Regions from separate parts of the Danio rerio genome. Here region 2 is linked to region 1. A link is a contact called in public Micro-C data. All regions are on one chromosome and are shown on one strand. Each heading gives the region's core, a stretch centred on a gene start, on an enhancer-like site or on the middle of the called end of the contact. The rest is flanking DNA. Distances are from core to core; before and after follow the strand shown.

Region 1 (3,397 bases), core at 325-2,824:
ACACACACACACACAGAGTTTGACATAGATACACACAGTTTTACATACACAAACACACATACACACACACACACACACATCAAGAATCACATACACACACACACACACACACACACACACACACACACACACACACACACACACACACACAGAGTTTGACATAGATACACACAGTTTTACATACACAAACACACATACACACACACACACACACACATCAAGAATCACATACACACACACACACACACACATAGAGTTTGAAATAGATACACACAGTTTTACACACACACACACACATACACACACACACATCAAGAATCACACACACACACACAGAGTTTGAAATAGATACACAGTTTTACATACACACACACACATCAAGAATCACATATACACACACACACACATCAAGAATCACATATACACACACACACACACACACACATCAAGAATCACATATACACACACACACACACACACACACATCAAGAATCACACACACACACACACACACAGAGTTTGAAATAGATACACAGTTTTACACACACACACACACATCAAGAATCACATACACACACACACACACACACACACATCAAGAATCACATATACACACACACACACACACACACATCAAGAATCACACACACACACACACACAGAGTTTGAAATAGATACACAGTTTTACATACACACACACACATCAAGAATCACATATACACACACACACACACATCAAGAATCACATATACACACACACACACACACATCAAGAATCACATATACACACACACACACACACACACACACACACACACACACACATCAAGAATCACACACACACACAGAGATTGAAATAGATACACAGTTTTACACACACACACACACACATCAAGAATCACATATACACACACACACACATCAAGAATCACATATACACACACACACACACACACACACACAGAGTTTGAAATAGATACACACAGTTTTACATACACACACACACACATCAAGAATCACATATACACACACACACACACACATCAAGAATCACACACACACACACACACACACACACACACACACACACACACACACACACACACACACACACACACACACACACACACACAGAGTTTAAAATAGATACACACTTTTACATACACACACACATACACACACACACATCAAGAATCACATATACACACACACACATCAAGAGTTTAACACACATGCACACACACAGATATTTTACATTTCACATATACATATATAGACACACACACGTTGAGTTTTACACACACACACACACACACACACACACACACACACACACACACACACACACACAGTCCGTAAACAAGGTCATTACAGAGGAATTTTAAACACAGGCTTCAGTCTCTGCCAGCAGAAAAATACATCAAAGACACACAGATAACAGACAGCCAGCACACACACACACTTTAAACACACACACTTAAAACACAAAACACACGCACACTGAAATAGACCACTCCTCAAAGTCTTGAAGGAAGAGGCACACACACACACACTCTCTCTCTCTCTCTCAGCACTGTGGTCTGCTGCTGGTTAGTAGTGGTTGAGCTGCAGGAGGATCTTCATCTGAATCTCTGGACTGGAGGTACGTCTGACACACATACACACACACTTAAAACACACACATTAATAAGGAGTGTATAATGATGATAACTGCATGATGATTGTTGAGCTGCCGGCTTCACAACTGAGAGATTTGAGTTCAAACCAGCTACAAACTCCACAATCCTGAGAGTCTGAGACTGACGATGCTGATATCTGACAGAACACTGAGCTCTGGATTAAGAGTATGCTGATGTTAGATATATATATAGACTCTGTAATAAACTATATTGTTTTTATTTTAAAGATGTGTGTTGGAGACACACTTCTATTCTAAACCAGCTCAACTAGATCTTCCCAATTTTAAATGAAAATGTCGTCATTCAGAACACCCTCGCTCTCTGCACAAACTAAAACTCAATATTAGCACTGATTATACATCAATGTTTAATACACTGATGATGATGATGATGATGATGATATAATGATGATGTATGATCATGCTGATGATGTGATGTTTATATTCCGATGATATTATAATAATAATAATAATAATATGACGATGATGATGACGATGATAGTATAATGATGATAATATGATAATGGGATGCTGATGGTATGATAATATATGATAATGACATGCTGATGATGTGATATTTATATTCTGATGATATTAAAACAATATTAATATATAATAACAATGATGATTATGATGATAATATAATGATAATAATTTAATAATGGGATGCTGATGGTATGATAATATAGGATAATGGCATGCTAATGATGTAATATTTATATTCTGATGATATTATAAAAATAATAATATATGATGATGATGAAAATATTATGATGATATATGGTAATGACATGCTAATGACGTGATATTAATATTCTGAAGATATTATGACAATACTTATATATGATGATGATGAAAACAATATAATGATGATAATTTAATAATGGGATGCTGATGGTATGATAATATATGATAATGACATGCTAATGATGTGATATTTATATTCTGATGATATTATAACAATAATAAAATAAGATGATGATGATGATGATGATAAAATAATATATGATAATGGCATGCCAATGATGTGATATTTATATTTGATTATATATTATAACAGTAATGATAAAAACAGTAACATCATATGATGATGATAATGATGATAATATGATAATGAGATGCTGATGTTGTGATAATAATATGCTGGTGATATGATAATATAATGATGATGTATGATAATGACATGCTAATGATATATTTATATTCTGATGATATAACAATAATGATAATTACAATAATATTTAATGATAATATGGTGATAAAATAAGAAAGATATGCTGACGACATGATAATATAATGATGATATATGATAATGGCATGCAAATTAAGTGATATTTATTGTCTGATGATATTATAACAATCAAATAAAATAAGTAAGATATGCTGATGATATGTTAATATAATGCTAAAATATGATAATGATATGCTGATGATATGATAATGACATGCTAATGATGTGATATTTATATTTTGATGATATTATAACAATAATGATAAAAAATAATAATATATGATGATAATGATGTGATAACTAAATGAAAATGATATGCTGATTATATGGTAATATATTGATGATTTATGATAATGATATGCTGATAATATGACAATATATGATAATGGAATGCTAATGATGTGATATATATATATTTTGATGATATTATAACTATATTAATAAAAAATAATAATATCATATGATGATGATGATGATGATGATGATGA
Region 2 (3,551 bases), core at 769-3,268, 150 kb after region 1:
CATTTTTACCTGTTTTATCTATTTTTTATTCTTATTTTTATATTTTTTATTTTTATTATTTCTTTTCATTTTCTTACAATTGTCTCTTTTATTCTTGTTTATGTAAAGCACTTTGAATTGCCACTGTGTATGAAATGTGCTATATAAATAAACTTGCCTTGCCTTGCCTAATATATATATATATATATATATATATATATATATATATATATATATATATATGGGGCGAGGCAGTGCCACAGTAGGTAGTGCTGTCTGCTGTCGCCTCACAGCAGGAAGGTCGCTGGTTCGAACCTCGGTTTAGTTGGCGTTTCTGTGTGGAGTTTGCGTGTTCTCCCTGTATTCGCGTGGGTTTCCTCCGGTACAGGTGAATTGGGTAGGCTAAATTGTCCGTAGTGTTAAAATGTGTGTGTGGATGTTTCCCAGAGATGGGTTGCGGCTGGAAGGGCATCCACTGCTTAAAAAAACTTGCTGGATAAGTTGGCGGTTCATTCCTCTGTGGCAACCGCGGATTAAAAAAGGGACTAAGCCGACAAGAAAATGAATGAAATGAATATATATATATATATATATATATATATATATATATATATATATACATACATACATACATACATATACACACACACACACACACACACATAATTGAAAAAGACTCATTAAAAACAAAAACATTTTCAAGAGAGAAAGAAAGAAAAGATGAAAGAAATAAGAAAAATAAATAATTAGAAAGAAAGAGAGAAAGAAAGAAAGAAAGAAAGAAAGAAAGAAAGAAAGAAAGAAAGAAAGAAAGAAAGAAACTGCACATTAATCTTGATCTTGCTGTGGATTTTTACAAGATTTCAAAAGAAAACTAGGATTAAAACCTTTTCCTAAATCAAATAACAGGGCAAAGGAAAGAAAATGATCTGTTTTAGTCCGTCAAACTGCACTGATTGCACATTTCTGAACAGCAGTTTTGCTGAAAGACTCAATTCTATTCTTGATCTCTATTGACGCCCAGCGGCCACATATAAACGTTACATTATAAACAGCCTCAGTATAAATATTTTGCACACATGATGTCAAAACAAATCACAAGAAAACATTTAGTATTATTATATATTTGTACATAACATTACGATCCCACCTCTGCTGTGTCAGGGCCATGTTCTCTATAGAGACTATACACAACATGTCCGATTGATGAATGTTAATCGATTTTGTTTATAATACAGGACTGTTAATGCTAAATTAAGAAAATAAATTACATTTTAAAAGTGAATATAATTTGGGCACGGCGGCCAAACATGAATCTTACCAGTTAGATGAATTATATCCACATTTTGATCGACGACGACGAGTGAACGCCACACACACACACACACGCACGCACGCACGCACACACACGCACACACACCAGCAAATCATTTAACGTCAGATTCATCATTTGAAGAGTTATACGGTTTAAATAATCCACACGCACTACATTTTTAAATTTTATTAAATCTGAATGCAGAATCTTCGCATATTTCCACATATTTCTAACTTTTAAACGAGTTTAAACGATTGTTATGTTTGATTGATTTCATTTTCCCGCCTTCTTTAAACACACAGAAATAGCGAGCTGTGATTGGTCACGCTGCTTGTCAATCTGTACTGTGAAACATTTTTTATAATAATATTGATATTAATAATAATAATAATAATAATAATAATAATAATAATAATAATAATAAAAGACACAAAGTAATATATATATTGAGAAGAAAGAGAAGCAAATATTAATAAATATGTACATTTCTATTATTTTTTGGATTAAGAAATAACTATCACGTGACGTGTTACTTTGAACCAATCACGGTCGAGTTTCAGCCAAACTGTCAGCGTCCTCTTCAGAAATAGCTGCTTCGCCTCATAATTTTTAATATAAATAAATCACATTTTCTGCATAAAACTTGCGTTTTGTGAGCGATGACGTGTGGACATATCTGTTTACACTTTTTATGACGTCACACCACCGTGTAGTTTCAGTCTGAGGCGGATGTTGTGAGAGGGGGAAATGACAACAGACGAAGGAAGTTTCTCAATCTCGGAAAACACGAGTCTTCTGGAGCTCTGAGGGTTTTTATGACGGACAGTCAGCGGTAACGGGCTGGCATGAGTGACGTCACGCCGAACACACCGGTTCGAAAGCTCCGGTACTCCGCGCTAAGAGCTTTAGCAGACCTGCTGGACCCGCAGGACACCTGGAGGAGCATCATGGCGGACATCAGCAGACCCTGCGGGGAACCCAGATACACACAGATGCACATGAGGTACAAACACACACCAAACAACCTCATAAACAAGAGACAGACTGACAGACATCAATAGTATACAGAAACACACATACACTCTTCTCTTACACGCAGGCAGACAGACAAACATCATCACACACACATAGAGACAGACGGACATCAACACACACACATACACATCAGCAGACTGACAGACACAGAGACTGACAACACACAGACAGATATTCATCCACACACACACACACACACACACACACACACACACATCAACACACAGACCGACATCAGCAGACACAGACAGACATACACACACACACACACACACACACACACAGACTTCAAAACACAGACTGACAGACACAGAGACTGACAACACACAGACAGATATTCATCACACACACACACACACACAGACCGACATCAGCAGACAAACAGACTGACAACCACACACACACACACACACATATATGCACAGATGTCAACACACAGACTGACATCCACAATCACACACAGACTCACATCAGCAGACAGACTGACATCCACACACACACATAGACTGATATCCACACGCACAGTTTAACATCCACACATACACACACACACACACACATACAACATCACACGCACACACACTCAACATGAAAGAGAGACACACAGACATCAAAACCAACCTTCACTCACAGACAACTTGCATACACACGCACAACACTCACTCACAGACAACACACACACACACACACACTCAGACACAAAATAGACACAAGATACACACACACATAACACTCGCTCACTTTTTCCAGATTTATTTTTGCTGTTTACAATTGCGGTTTTGTACGGCTGCTCTGTTTGCAGTCCTCCTGTGCGTGTGTGTGTGTGTGTGTGTGTGTGTGTGTGTGTGTGTGTGTGTGTGTGTGTGTGAGTTTACAGTTCCATGTGTGTGTGTTTGCAGGCGGTTTGAAGCATGCGTCCTGCAGGGAAAGAGTCCCACCATGGAGCTGCTGTTCGACTGGGGAACCTCAGACTGCACTGTTGGAGATCTGGTGGAGATCCTGATCCGCCATCAGCTGTTCGCCGCCGTCACAGTCCTGCTGCCCGATCACAGCGTCTGCCACACTCACACAGGTAACAGGTATACACAGGTAAAACCCAGAGTTTGTCTCGTTTCAGGGTTATCATACTCCTGAGTTTTCACTTAACCCCCTTTCTGAAACGGGTCCCTGAAGACTCTTCAACATACAATCACCCCTTAACTGTAATCTGGATCTTGGGGTC

What was found. Hi-C and Micro-C count contacts between places; a contact is called where the count stands out from the background.
Region 2: a Micro-C map of caudal fin shows a contact between it and region 1, with 13 times the contacts expected there. The contact joins the promoter of irak4 here to the enhancer-like site in region 1. A contact is called at or near these places in 4 of 18 Hi-C or Micro-C datasets (caudal fin, embryo, hematopoietic stem cells and 1 more).

The regions. Positions count from the first base shown.
Region 1 is chr25:573,162-576,558 of GRCz12tu, forward strand. The region is part of intron 28 of LOC101886654 (A disintegrin and metalloproteinase with thrombospondin motifs 20); the gene reads right to left. Among named protein-coding and RNA genes, the nearest start is that of prickle1a, 77 kb to the left of the region's middle. Within about 2 kb of position 1,575, at least 9 of the 62 cell types and tissues checked have an H3K27ac peak or open chromatin away from gene starts, as enhancers often do. A contact at or near this core is called in caudal fin, where this site is marked.
Region 2 is chr25:720,160-723,710 of GRCz12tu, forward strand. It overlaps irak4 (interleukin-1 receptor-associated kinase 4), which reads left to right and starts at 2,019. Exons shown (of 10, transcript NM_200163.1): 1 at 2,019-2,297; 2 at 3,229-3,401. The coding sequence starts at 2,140. LOC141380852 (a long non-coding RNA gene) reads right to left here and starts at 1,365. Exons shown (of 5, transcript XR_012400150.1): 1 at 1,301-1,365.